2 separate regions of the Triticum aestivum genome follow, and region 1 is linked to region 2. Evidence: chromatin contacts called from public Hi-C data. All regions are on one chromosome and are shown on one strand. The core of a region is the stretch at or near the end of the contact, and the rest is flanking DNA. Distances in the headings are between cores, read along the strand shown.

Evidence for each region. Hi-C and Micro-C count contacts between places; a contact is called where the count stands out from the background.
Region 1: a contact with region 2 is called in a Hi-C map of an unstated tissue, with 8 times the contacts expected there. The contact joins the enhancer-like site here to the promoter of LOC123055793 in region 2. A contact is called at or near these places in 3 of 5 Hi-C or Micro-C datasets (leaf and an unstated tissue).

The regions. Positions count from the first base shown.
Region 1 is chr2D:381,518,136-381,525,021 of IWGSC CS RefSeq v2.1, forward strand. No RefSeq gene overlaps it. Among protein-coding and RNA genes, the nearest start is that of LOC123053271, 230 kb to the left of the region's middle. Within about 2 kb of position 2,721, at least 4 of the 8 cell types and tissues checked have an H3K27ac peak or open chromatin away from gene starts, as enhancers often do.
Region 2 is chr2D:381,271,791-381,279,643 of IWGSC CS RefSeq v2.1, forward strand. LOC123055793 reads right to left here and starts at 1,452. Exons shown (of 4, transcript XM_044479648.1): 1 at 1,354-1,452; 2 at 1,080-1,262; 3 at 131-142; 4 at 1. The coding sequence starts at 1,452.

The sequences.
Region 1 (6,886 bases), core at 1,471-3,970, 250 kb after region 2:
TGTAATGTTGTATATGTGCTTAGTTTTAATGTGAAATGCTAAATGTTACACGGTGTCGTTTTTTGCTGCACGAAACGTTCGTGGCGTGCAAATTACATTGTGGGTCGCTAGGTGGGTGAATATAGTGGTGGCGTTGCAAACGTGGCATGCCAGCACCACGTAGGATACTACTAACTAGCCTCCAACGCCACCATTATTTCTTAACAATGGCGCCATATTGGTGGCTTCGACCTTCCACGCCAGCAAAGCTGTTTTTGGCACGCCATAACTAGGCTTTTCTGCACTACTGAAGGTCACCAACACTAAACGAGGTAAAAACAATAATGTTTCCTCGTACGAGCAAACCAGTTTACTGCATGCATGCATGCTGTGATAATGACGCTAGCTACTTTCTGCTAGACATCCGTCATCTCCTATTCATTGCTTGCGTCTGCTCTTCTCCTTTTCCTTCCTCGTCCATCCCATCTTTTCTCCTATGGCTAGTGGAGGCAGTGGCATCGGAGTCTGGGCTACAGGTGGAGACGGCTTGACGGGAGTGAGGGAGTTTGCTTGTTGTTCGCGCGGGGAGAAAAATGCGTAGGATTATCGAAGGATTTTTCACGCAGGGTGTTAATGTTCATGGTAAACGAAAAGAAGAGTTGGATGGCAAAGCACACATTAAATTCTACCTTGGTACCTGTAATCTGAGATAGTGGCCTTGTATACAAAAAAGGAGGGAGTATCATTTTTTGGAACTAATCTATTAACCCAGTTCCTAGTGTCAGTTTCTGTTTTTTTGCTTGTTTTTGGCTTTTCAGAAAATCAGTACCAAACAAAGTCCAAAGACAATGAAACTTTACGGTGATTTCTTTTGGACCAAAAGGAGACCTAGAAGGTTCGAGAGGAGTCTAGAAAAGATAGGAGAGAGCCGCGAGCTCATAGGGTGCGTCCCCTGAGCTCGTGGGCCCCATGCACCTCCGTTTAACCCAATTCCACTTTTATAAATTCCAAAATATTCCCAAAATACCAGAGAGCCACCCGAAATATTTTTTCTGCTGCCGCAAGCTTCTGTTCTTCTGCGATCCCATTTGGAGGCCTTTTATGGCACTCTGCCGGAGGGGGAATCGATCACGGAGGGATTTTACATCGATCTGGGCTTTGATTGTGGGGATCCACACACACAAAGAGCAGAGTCAGTGATCCACACATGCGATTTATCCAGGTTTGGGCCACCATGAGGTGTAAAACCCTACTCCTGCTTTAGTGTATTGAGAGTGTATGAGCTCTAATTACAAGGAGCGCAGCTTGCCGGCAAGGTGTGTAGGAAGTGTTGCTACGCGTGTAAAATGAGCAAAGTCTCGACCTTTGAAAAGGTAGTAGTGGGTCTCCTTTTATAGATCAAGGTGTCACCACAATGGTAAAATGCTAATTACATGAAGTGAATAGTGGCTACAGTGCTATGATACCTAACTCTGCCGGATTAGGACAAAAGCATTAAATGCGCTATGAGGTGTTGCGCTGGTGATGATCTCTGGCAAGAAGGGTCTCTCCTTCTGTGTCATTTGTCCAGCTACCTCATATTGTCTTGACATGCTCCAGGGACGGATGTCATTAAAGTTGATCTCTTTGGTGGCATGCTGACACATGCCCAGACAAACCTCACCTAACTACGTGGCCGCTCGACACCTATTTGACAAGCGACGGGCTGATCGCTGAGGTGGAGCGGTGACAAGGTAATGGGAGCTTGCCGGCGTGGAGCTTGCCGGGTCTTCTCTTGGCGGCATGTAGCTTGCCGGCAACTTGAATCCTGATCTCCACTACTATCTTAATACTTCTTGATCACCTGCTTCAATGTCTACTTCATGGTTTTGTCAACCAAGTCTTGTATCTTGTTTGGAGTCATCCTCCGGCAAGGCTTGCGTCGGGAAGGCTACCACTGCCTGTGCACAAGTCAGGGGACTAATGCACTCTTGTTTTAGTACACCGACACACGCCCGCATGAGGCAAATAGAAGAGGCTTCGTCGAAGCCAGGCCAAAATGGGCTGCCCACTCTGCTCGCGAGCGGTTATTTATTTACATTCTATTTTTTCTTTTAGTCTATTTTTCAGACCAAAAAATATTGGCTTTTGTTTTTTAGGACCTAGACATTTTAAAAATTTATTACAAATAGAAATATTTTTAAAAAAAATTCTTCAGTATGTATATTATAAAAAAGTTCTGTGTAATAAAAAAATCACCATATATTCGCAATTTGTTCAGTGTGTATTAAAATATACATCTTATAATTGAAAAGTCTGTAGTATATTAAAAAAACCAATGTATACTACAAAAATGTACATCATACATTAAAAAAATGATCAATGTGTATTTGTTAAATGTTAGCCATATACAAAATGAAGTTCAGTGTGTATTTCTACAAATGGTTCACCGTATATTAAAAATAAGTTCAGCATATTATGCAAAGAGTATAAAAACAGAAAATGTGCAAAAAAAAAAAAGAAAACATAAAAATTTCAATCTGAAAAGAGAAAATTAAAAAAATTAACAGAGGCTACATGGACCGGTCGGTCTGTAGGAGTCTTCAGTGAAGCCTCGACAACGTGCGCAGACATCATATAGGATTCTGTACCGGGCCACTAGGGTAGTCGCAGTATTGTATTTGGCCCATAAACCAGGACATGCGACATGACAACAAGCCGTAACACTCTCTCCATGCTGTTGTGAGTGACCTAGGGGAGCCCTTATTAGACGCTCTTTGCGTTAAACTGGTGGTGCCACGCACAGGCGACAGCCCGACATGGCCGGCCCATCGAGCTGTACCGCGAAACGAAAAAGAGAGCTAAAAAACAAAACGACGCAAGCAACTACAGGATTCGAACTGGTGACCTACTGCCTGCCATCACGTGTTCATAGCCACCCCACTAGACAAGCATCGTAAACAGAACAGTGACCGAGAGCTTAAAGAACTATAAACGGACTGGGTTACTGGGGCGAACTGGAACTAGACACGAGTTAGTTACTGTAGTCAACGTAAGTGTAACTTTTTTGAAAATGTATAGTTTGAAAAAGTTCGACCATTTTTTGAGTTACTGAATAAAACTTCGGAGACAAGAACATAATTTGGAATATGTGAACAAAAAAGTCGAAAATTGTTTTTAAAACTTTTGAACAAATTTAAAACAGCGTTTTTTTTAATTTGTTTACAAATATTTGAAAAAATGGAACATTTCAGATATTCCAAACAAAAAATTGAAACAACGAACATTCTTTCAACTTGTGAACATTTTTTTCTAGAAAATGGAACAATTCACGAAATTCCTAACAAAAAATGAAACCGTGAACATTTTCTAAATTTGTCGAACATTTTTATGAAATGCGAACATCTTTTGAAATTCTGATCAAATTTTGAAACCGTGATATTTTTTTAATTTGTGAACTAATATTTGCAAAAAGAAACATTTCAGATATTCTGATCAAAAAATTGAAACCGCAAACATTTTTCAACTTGCGTACATTTTTTTAGAAAATGGACACGAAATTCATAACAAAACTTGAAACCGTGAACATTTTCTAAAATTGTTGAACATTTTTCTAAAATGTGAGCATCTTTTGAAATTCTGATCAAATTTTGACACCGCAAACGTTTTTGGAAATTGCTGAACATTTTTTCAACCATGAATATTTTTGCAAATTGTGAATTATCTTTTAAGGAGGAACATTTTTGGAATTCCTGGACATTTTTTCAAATATTGAAAACAGGAATATTTTTGGAAATTCCTGTGCAATTTCTGAAAGTGAAACATTTTCTGAATATGTGAACAAATTTTAAAAGTAGGAACATTTTATGTAATTTGAACAACACTTTAAATTGTCAAAAAATATTTAAAAGGAAAATTAACTCGAAAAAGAAAAAACAGAAAAAGAAACAAAAAGTGAAAAGAATAAAAGAATAAAAGAAACAGAAAAAAAAGGACAGAAAAAGAAAAATAAAGAAAAATAAAAACGGAAAATAGAAAGGAAAAATAACAACCGGTTCAGCACTTCTAGAAGGTTCCCAAAACCAGTAAAAAACGGCTGGCAATCCTCTAGAAGCTTCCCAAAACCAAAATATATTTGGGCCGGCCGAAATCACTTGCTCGGTTTTCCGTGACCTAGTGTACGTGAAACAGGTAGATTTCTATATTTTTTTAGAAAAAGGTAAATTTCTCGAAATCACTAATTGAGGAGTACGCATTGCAAAGATCACTCTCACATTACCAGGTTGCGACAAGTGGCGCGCTGCATGTGCTTCACTTGTCGTAACCTGAGAGTTTTCCCTTTCATCTCTTAAACCGTGCGTTTAAATCTCGAACCGCTTTCACCGTTGGATTCTTCGCGTCGATATTTTCAAACCTAGATCCTATATTAATAGGTTTTGACTAAATTTTTTCTCAAAAAACACCGGACGAAAAAACGAACCGGGAGCACGGGTGTTTTCCCTTTCCGAAAGAGGCACGCCCGTGCCTCTCACGAAATCACAATCGTGCCTCTCGCGGAAGCAAAACTGTGCTTCTCGCGGAAAAAAAAAGAGAAAACGCGTTTTTTTTCGTTTCCGAGGCATGGCCATGCTTCTCGCAAAAGCACAACCATGCCTCTCGTGGAAGCAAAACCGTGCCTCTCGTGAAAGAAAAATAAATAGAAAACATGTTTTTCTCGTTTGCGAGAGGCACGGCCGTGCCTCTCGCAGAAGCACGACCGTGCCTCTCGCGGAAGTAAAACCGTGACCTTCGCGAAAGAAAAAAAAAACGCGTTTTTTCATTTCCGAGAGGCTCGACCGAGATTCTCGCGAAAGCACAACCATACCTCTCGCGAATGAAAAAAAACAAAAAATGCGTTTTTTTTGTTTCCGGGAGGCACGGCCGTGATTCTCGCAAAAGCAAAACCGTGCCTCTCGTGGAAGCAAAACCGTGACTCTCGCGAAACAAAAAAAACACGTTTTTTCTTGAAATTTTTTTTAATTTTTTTATCCAGAAGCTAAGGAAGACAGGTGGAAAACCGAAACATCGAAAAAACCTGGAAAAAAATCGTTTAAAAAGCCGAAAACGCGTGCGGAAAAATAAAACAACAAAATTTGGAAGGAGCGCCCAGAGCATGACACGTCGCGAATGGCCGAGAGCGCGGCAAGTGGCGCTGATCGTTGTGAGGCTTCCGAAGGAGCGCTCGATAACTAGTTGCTCTCCAAATTTCTATTTGGCGCTTAAGCTACCAATGCTGGAAATAACGGGCCGGCCCATGTAACTGCACCGTAGAATATATATTTTCTGGCGCGGGTTGATTTTTTAGCTTTTGTTCGGGGTTTTTTCTGCTGGGTTTTTATCTGTTTGTTTAGCAGTTTTTTCTTGGATTTTCCTTTAATTACTTTTTGCCCTTTTTTCTGAGAAGTTTTTCAAAATTCATGAACTTTTTTGAAATACGTGATCTTTTCACATGTGTAAAACTTGTTTTGACGTCACATTTCTAAGTCTGTAATCTTTTTCAAAATCAGTAAACTCTTAAGATAGAGGCAGCAGAAAAATCGAGCAAACAAAATGGGCGCAAATGACCTACGTACAAGGGGAGTAACTAATCAAGGAGTACCACTTGCAGGAGCCCCGCAAGGGTCACTTCTGGTGGGCTGGGAGAGAGCCACATGTCACGTGTTGGGTGCTCCCTCTGGATTTTATTTTTTATTTTTCTATACTTGTTTTCGATGTTTAGTTGGTTTTTTGGCTTTTCAGTTTTTGCTCGGCTTTCCCTTAGATTTTGTAGAGAAAGAACCGATGAAAAAACTTTACGCGAAGAAATATGCATTCTTTCCTCCTTCCATAGGAGGTACGTATTTGCCTCTTTTGAAGGCACAAATTTGCCTCCACGACTGTGCCACTTGAAAAAGAAAAACACCAGTTTTTTCTTGCTTGCACAAGAGGTATAGATTTGCTTCTGGTGGATGAACAGTTTGTGTTCGCGATAGGCAGGGATGCGCCTCTTGGAAAGGAAAAAAAAACACATTCTTTTCGCACGAGAGGCACATATTTGTTTCGGGTCGAGGCACAGATTTGCTTCCGTGGGAAGCACAGCTGTGTTTCTTGGAAAGGAAAAAAATAGTAAAAATATGTGTTTCTCGGCTATGGTTTTTTCTACCGGTTTTTCATGAAAGTAAATTTTGTCGAAATTTATCAAAATGCAATCTAATTTCAAAGATTTCAACTCAAGGAATCAAACGGTGAAAACGGTATAGGATTTGGATGCACTGTTCAAGAAATAAAACATTAAAATACAAATCTACAAAAAGGGGAAAACTTTGACGTTGCGATAAGTGGCATGCACGTGCACTGTGCCATTTGTGTGCCCATGGGAAGGTTAACTAATGATTTTGATGTACAAGCAAGAGAAAAGGCGAGTGAGAAAAGAGAGCGCGAAATGAGCCGAGGCCCAGAACAATCCGCATTGTCCGCCCACAGCAACTCCTAGCACAGGGTCGCCTGCAGGGAGCCGTTGCTGGGCCAGCCCTGTAACTATGTGGACTCGTCACGCATATGTCAATCTTGTTTTTTCGTTGTTTCTTCACATTTTAGCTTTCTTTTTCACTATTGTTGTATTTCAAAATATTCTAAAAATATATTAATAAAAACATAATTTTTTGAAAACTGTTAATCTTCCATTTGATAATGTTAAACATGTATAGAAAAATGTTTTTGAAATATATGAAAAATGTACAATGCGAAAGAGTAGAAAATATTAATTATGTACGAACAAAATGTTAATCATATGTACGGAAAATGTTTGTGGCATTTACAAAATGTCACAAGTTTAATAGAAATCAGGAGTTTAAAAACTTTGTTTGTGACATTTAAAAAAATGTATATAGAATGTAGAAGATGTTTCGTA
Region 2 (7,853 bases), core at 202-2,701:
TCTTGACGGAGAGATGAAAAGGAGAAATACTTGAATAAGTACAAAGATAAGGTGTGTTAAAAACCTAACATAACGCATATTGAGAACAAAGAAGTAGAAGTAATGGTAAAAATGAAATCGAAAAACTTACAGAATAAAAGCCCTTCATGGATGAAATAAAGTTGTTTGGACAGAATGAGAAAACAACATTAAGTATGTATACAAGGCTTTAGTATAAAAAATTGCAGAATATTCAAAGAACACTCTCAAGCAAGATCTACAATTGAATTCAGAGAAAGCTGTATACAACTGGGACATACTCTGGAGGATGTGATCAGATATAGTTAAACTTGGACGCACTAGAAATAATGTATACACTAGATACATAAAGAACATAAGTGGCAGATTTTTTAGAGAACAAACTATAGGGAAACAAATCAACTCTAGGTAAGTTGTATCTAGAACTGTATAGGATATGGGGAGTACGGACTTACAACAATTAGCGATAAGCGCCCGCCAACCCAGATAGAATCATTTAAAATTGGTTTCAACTTTTCTCGAATGGGTTGGTGTGAAAAACTGCATTTTCTTCGTTCAAGTGGGAAGTAATATAGGTGCACAAATTCACTGGGGCTATCTAGGGATCTCACCAAAATTTACAGGCCACTATGACTAACTGTCACTTATGTGTAAATTTGCAAAGAACTAGCATTCTTTATATGCCAATCATTCAAAAAATCGACGGTATGATTTATGCCAATTTGTACTAGACTGTTAAGATCTACAGATTGAAGGGGAGGAAAACATTTATAAGGGTGATTCAACTCAAAAGTTTCATTGGGAAGAAATACGGGTGCGCACATCCATAGTATGTGCTGTTGAAAATGAGACAAGTAGCTTCAGCCATGTACTAGCTACCACTATGAAACAATTAAGCAAGAACACAACTGCTTAATTTGCAACTAACACTATTACAAAACATATTTTTTTCCCTATAAGCAAAACCGAATTGATAAAATACCGAACAATACACCATATGAGTGAGTTCAGCCCTAAAATATGAGCTAAAGATAAAGAGAGAGAGTGTTGCAACATTTTACCTCCAGCCCGTAGAATTCAAAATCAAACCTCTTGTCTGCTAGATCTGAACCTGGCATGTACACATGAAGAAAAACATCACATGATGGATAAATTGGCACAGGGAGGAACCTCAAAAATGAGGGGAAGCATGAAACTAGAGAGGCGCTAAGGGATCTGACCAATCTATAGAAACTATCACAAATCTGCCAACAAAAAAAAAGGGATGAATCAAACCATGTGTTACTTCCTGTGAGAGAGGAAATAGGAAACCACAAGGGAGGAGAAAAGAATCACCTCGCCGCCTACAAGCCTAGCGAAGAAGAGAAAGATCTGCAGGAGAAGAGAAAGATCAATAGAAGCAGGAGAAGGAGCAAGAATAGTGACGAAGAACATGGTGGAGAAGAAACGGTACCGGTCGCTAGACAAAAGAAAACTGGAGAAAGAGTTGGCCCAACTACGGATGAGGGGTGTGCGATAGGTCGACACTTTGACGCAACGTACGTCCAATAGGAAATCCCCTTACGGTGGGAGGCTCGGCCTTTGTTCGATATTCGTAAATCGTAGTTGAAGCATATCAGGAAGCCCATCATTCAAGAGACAGTCCAAAACGGAATTCCCGATATGACGCTCTTTGTGTCGTTTTTTCAAGCAAACTCACACATCGACGACACTCAGCAAATGACTGGACCTTATTGTTTTTCGTTTTTTTATTTCCTTTTTCCTTTTCTCATTTTTTCATTTTAAAATGTTTCCAAATATAAAAGTTTTTCAAGATTCATAAATAAATATTCACAGCTTTAAAAAAGTCATGTTTTCAAAAACTATTCACATTTAAAATTTGTTAGCGTTTTTCAAAAATTGTTCGCAAATTTCATAAAGTGTTCTAATATCCAAAAAATGTTTGTGTTTCCAAAAACATGTTTGGATTATTCGAAAATTCTTCACAATCTACAAAAGTTCTTTGAAAAGTATTAAATGTTTTCAAAAATGTTTAAAAAATTTAAATGTTGTTCAATTTTTCAAAAATAGTTTGTGTTTTGAAAAATATTCAGAAGTTTCAAAAAAATTGTTCTTCAAAAAATATTTGGAAACCGAAATATATTTCATGTTTTAAATTGTTTTGTTCACAAATTCAAAAAATATTCGGTGGTTACAAAAAATGTTAGCATTTTGAAAAATTGTTTCGGAATTTCAAAATTAAATAAATCATGTTTTTTCTCAAAAATCACTATTTCAAATATGTTGGCATTTTTCAAAAAAGATTGGATTTTCGAAAAAAATTCAAAACATGTTCATGTTTTCTAAAAATTCAATATTTTAAAAAAATTGGATCATCCACTTAGTTCTTAAAGTACCATGTTCCTAACCAGTCAGGCCGGCTCTGGCAATGGAGCAGTGACAGCCACCCGTCGGCGGCTCATTCTGGCAGCGGTAATGGTCGTTCGGTGGTCCATGGACCTTGATGTAATATTTATTATGTTTTTGGTGCTTTGTACTTTCGGTGAATCTTTATAGTAAATCTGATCTTTTCTTTGGCAAGACTAGTAACCAATATCTCTAAAGCAACTCTAGCAGAGTCGCCATATCAGCCCGAACGCCATAATAGCTGGCAATATGGCGATTTTGGTTGAAAAGGCCATTGTAGTGGAGTTGTCATCCGGCCGTTGGTCACCATAATTTATGCAACACACTCTATATACGGCTCGCGATACTCCATATTTGGCGGTTGGGGTGGGCACTTGGAGCGCACTCCACCTGAAAAAATGGATTATGTGAAATACATTTTTCCTTCATATTGCTCTTCCAGCCCGAGCTACCCCCTCCCTCCCGTACCGCGGCCACTAACCGCTTCCCACCATCCCCAATCCCGGCTAATGAAGCCATGGCTGCCTCCTTGACCCCGTGTCTGATCCTCGCCATTTTGGAGTCGGGACCGATGACTTCAACGGTCGCGTCTACTGCGCCTCCGACAACCAACCTCGATCATGTCTGTAACGCCCGGATAACTAAGCTACAGTAATCCCACGCTAATGGTGCCACGCCACCATGGTTACTGTTGCTAATCTACCGTTAGGTCAGACCCTTTCAAAATTCAAATTAATGTCAACAATAAAAGTTTTTCAAAATTTAAAACAAAAATGTTCGGGAGGTGCCATATTTTGCATAAGTAAATATGGTGTAATAAACATATTTTTATAAAATGCCTAGATAATTTAAAATGATTTAAAACAGAAAAGAAAACAAATAAAAAGAAAAGAAAATACAAAAGAGAAAAAAAAGAAAGAAGAGAAACCCCCGGGCTTCGGCCCAGCTGACCACAGGCCCAACTGGGCCAAGCCACCAGCCCACGCGGCCCACCCCGCACCCCATAACCTCCCCCACTCACCACCGACACCCCCACACCCCCCCCCCCCAAATATCTGCCCCCTCTCTCCCCGATTGGATCGGGATCGGGGGAGGAGGTCGCTGCCCCCGCGCCAGGACGCCGTCGCCGCCGGAGCTCCTCGTCGGACGGCCTCCCCGGAGCGCTCCCCCGCCGGCCTGCTTCTCCTCTCCGCCGTCGTCCCCGTCCCCCACCTCGACACCCACTGCCCCGTTCCCAACGCCCCAATGTGAGCCCCGCCGCCGCGCTCGTCTCCGCGCGCCCTCGCTCCCTCTCTCTCTCCCTCGCGCGACCCCGCCTGCGCGCGCGCTCGCGCCCGTCACCGCGGCCGCTACCGCTGCCCACGCTCCCCCGCTCGACCACGCTCCGGCCGCCCTTGCTTTCCCCCCGAGCCCCGCGCCGACCGCGCCCGGCCCCGCCGCTCACCGCATCGCCTGGGGCCACGCCTTCCCCCCCCCCCCCGCATGCTCTCTGCCGCCGTCGTTCGTCACCGTGTGCGCGCCCGCTGCCGCTGCCCCTGTCCGCCTCCCCCCCGCTCGCCGCCGCTGCCCTTGCGGGCTCGGTCGCGCGCCCGCGCCGCCCCGCCTCTGCGCACCCAGTGCGCCCCCCCTCCCCGCCAGCGCCCCAGCACCCGCTCGCCCGTGCGCCCCTGCCCGCTATGGCCAGGGCCACTGACCACTGGGCCAGTGCCCCCTGGCCCTATGACATGTGGGGCCCCACTCCCCGAACGTGTTTAAAAAAAGGAATTAAAAAATATAAATAAAACAAATAATAAAAATAAATTTAATTAATTAACTAAATTAATTAAGTTAATTAATCCTGTTTAAATTAATCTAATTAATTAGTTAATTTAATTAAACAGTAATTAATTAGCTAAACCCTAATTAAACTAAGCTGTGTATGACATGCGGGACCCACACGTAGTTGACCCAGTCAACTGCACAGTTGACTGCTGACGTCAGCATGATGTCATGCTGACGTCATCTTTTACTATTCTGGATAATGTTGATTTAAAATGATTAAATAAATCCTAAAATGATTAAATCTTTAGAAAATCATATAAAATAATCTGTATCTCGGATGAAAATACTTTCTACATGAAAGTTGCTCAGAACGACGAGACGAATCATACGCAGCCTGTTCGTCTGCCACACATCCCTAACATATCGAACTCGCAACTTTCCCCCTCCGTTTCATCTGTCCGAAAATGCGAAACATCGGGAATACTTTCCAGGATGTTCCCCCCTTCGTCGGTACCACCTACTGTCGCGTTAGGGCACACCTAGAACCGCTCATTGTCATGTCACGCATCATCATGCTTATGTTTGCATTATATTTACTGTTTCTTCCCCCTCTTCTCTCCGGTAGACTACGAGACCGACGCTGCTGCTGCCCAGTTCGACTACGGAGTTGACGACCCCTCCTACTTGCGAGAGCAACCAGGCAAGCCCCCCCCCCCTTGATCACCAGATATCGCCTATTCTTCTCTATACTGCTTGCATTAGAGTAGTGTAGCATGTTACTGCTTTTCGTTAATCCTATCCTGATGCATAGCCTGTCCTTGCTACTACTGTTGTTACCTTTACCTACAATCCTACATGCTTAGTATAGGATGCTAGTTTCCATCAGTGGCCCTACATTCTTGTCCGTCTGCTGTGCTATACTATCGGGCCGTGATCACTTGGGCGGTGATCACGGGTATATACTTATATAATCTATACATGACACCTGTGGTGACTAAAGTCGGGTCGGCTCGTAGGAGTACCCGCAAGTGGATCTTTGTGGCGGAGCGACAGGGCAGGTTGAGACCACCTAGGCAAGAGGTGGGCCTGGCCCTGGACGGCGTCCGCGGTTACTTCAACATAACACGCTTAACGAGTTCTTGGTATTTGATCTGAGTCTGGCCATTTGGTCTATACACACTAACCAGCTACGCGGGAACAGTTATGGGCACTCGACGTCGTGGTATCAGCCGAAGCCTTCGTGACGTCAGCGACCGAGCGGCGCGCGCCGGATTGGACTGGAACGCCACTAGGCTAGGTCTGCTTCCAGCCGCGTTCGCAACGTGTAGGTGTGCAATGGGCGATGGGCCCAGACCCCTGCGCACATAGGATTTAGACCGGCGTGCTGACCTCTCTGTTGTGCCTAGGTGGGGTTGCGACGTGTTGATCTTACGAGGCCGGGCATGACCCAGAAAAGTGTGTCCGGCCAAATGGGATCGAGCGTGTTGGGTTATGTGGTGCACCCCTGCAGGGAAGTTTATCTATTCGAATAGCCGTGTCCCTCGGTAAAAGGACGACCCGGAGTTGTACCTTGACCTTATGACAACTAGAACCGGATACTTAATAAAATACACCCTTCCAAGTGCCAGATACAACCCGGTGATCGCTCTCTAACAGGGCGACGAGGAGGGGATCGCCGGGTAGGATTATGCTATGCGATGCTACTTAGAGGACTTCAATCTACTCTCTTCTACATGCTGCAAGATGGAGATAACCAGAAGCATAGTCTTTGACAGGATTAGCTATCCCCCTCTTATTCTGGCATTCTGTAGTTCAGTCCACTGATATGGCCCTTTACACATATACCCATGCATATGTAGTGTAGCTCCTTGCTTGCGAGTACTTTGGATGAGTACTCACGGTTGCTTCTCTCCCTCTTTTCCCCCTTTCCTTTCTACCTGGTTGTCGCACCCAGATGCTGGAGTCCAGGAGCCAGACGCCACCGTCGACGACGACTCCTACGACACTGGAGGTGCCTACTACTACGTGCAGCCCGCTGACGATGACCAGGAGTAGTTAGGAGGATCCCAAGCAGGAGGCCTGCGCCTCTTTCGATCTGTATCCCAGTTTGTGCTAGCCTTCTTAAGACAAACTTGTTTAACTTATGTCTGTACTCAGATATTGTTGCTTCCGCTGACTCGTCTATGATCGAGCACTTGTATTCGAGCCCTCGAGGCCCCTAGCTTGTATTATGATGCTTGTATGACTTATTTATGTTGTAGAGTTGTGTTGTGATGTCTTCCCGTGAGTCCTTGATCTTGATCGTACACATTTGCGTGCATGATTAGTGTACGGTCAAATCGGGGGCGTCACAATGTCGGCGAAGAGTCTTGGGCGGAGGTGCCTTTGCCTCCCGTGGAGGCAACGGACCCCCTGTCTAGGCCGCATCGTTCTTTAGCGAAGGGAACAAATAAGAAGAAAGGGAAGGACGCCAATGGTTCCTTTTCCCCTTCTCGCTTCCTCCATGTGGCTGGCAAAACAAGGGCCACTTCCTAGTCATGTGCTTTTTGTTGGATTGAATGCAAGGTGACTGTGCAAAATTGTTGGCAAATGTGTAATGTTTAAGATTTAGCGATGACTTTCTAAATTTTGGGGAATTGACCCTCAGCGACGAATGATTTATGGATAGTATGATTAGTGATTCTGTGACAAAAGATGCCGATCTCGAGGGGACGTCACTGTCGCATTTCGATCATTAGTACATTAATGATATGGAATTTGATCAAATATATGGCACTAACTCGTCAAACAAAGAGGCCACTTGGGGAAGCAACTTTAAGCCCAATGAGTGCGCTTGTCAGGGCATGTAAATATATCTTCCTCGATGGGATTACTGGGAAGGATCAGTCGACGGAGAAATATTATATGCACAACAAGGAAAGTTTCATATTTCATCATAGGCAGAGAAAAAAAACTTAGCTTCAAATCTCTCAAAAATCGAGGGGGTGCGATTCAAAAGATGTGCAACCGTTGGGCGAGGTGTAAGGAGCAAGCGAAGCACGCTCCTTCTAGTGGTTATATGCTCAATATAAATGAATAGGGTTGTTTTTTTATTGCCACATTCCCATTACTTTGAGCATTCTCATGAACTTGTGCTTTTGTTTGTTCTAGGATGAGATGGCCTAAGAGAGGTACAAATATATGGCCAAGTCGAAGGGAAGATCATTTTGCCTCCAAAATTGTTGGTTTTTGTTGGAAGAGCATGAGAAGTGGAAGACGGGGAATGAGGACAGCGGTCCAAATCTTTGAAGGACGTCAATTCCTCTTCGGAGATGTATGACATCTGAGATGATGTTGATCAAGAGGAAAGGGCAAATGTGCCTACAAGTGCCATTCCACCAGCTAGCACGGGTTGACCCGACAGTAGGAAGAGAGAAAAGGAGAAGCTCAAGGGGAAAGGAGAGGTGGAGGCAATGAAAGAAAGAACGATGAGTTGATGAGGACAAGAAGGAAAAGAAACGAGTATACCAAGAAGAGGAAGCAAGAAAGCCTAGAAATGGAGAGGAAGAAGAAGGTGAGATGGGAAGCGATGCAAGAGAGCAAACGGCATCAACTAGACATTGAGGAGAAGATGCTCCAAATTAAAGTGGAGATGGAGTCCCGTAGGCTCCAAATCAACGCGGGTCGGG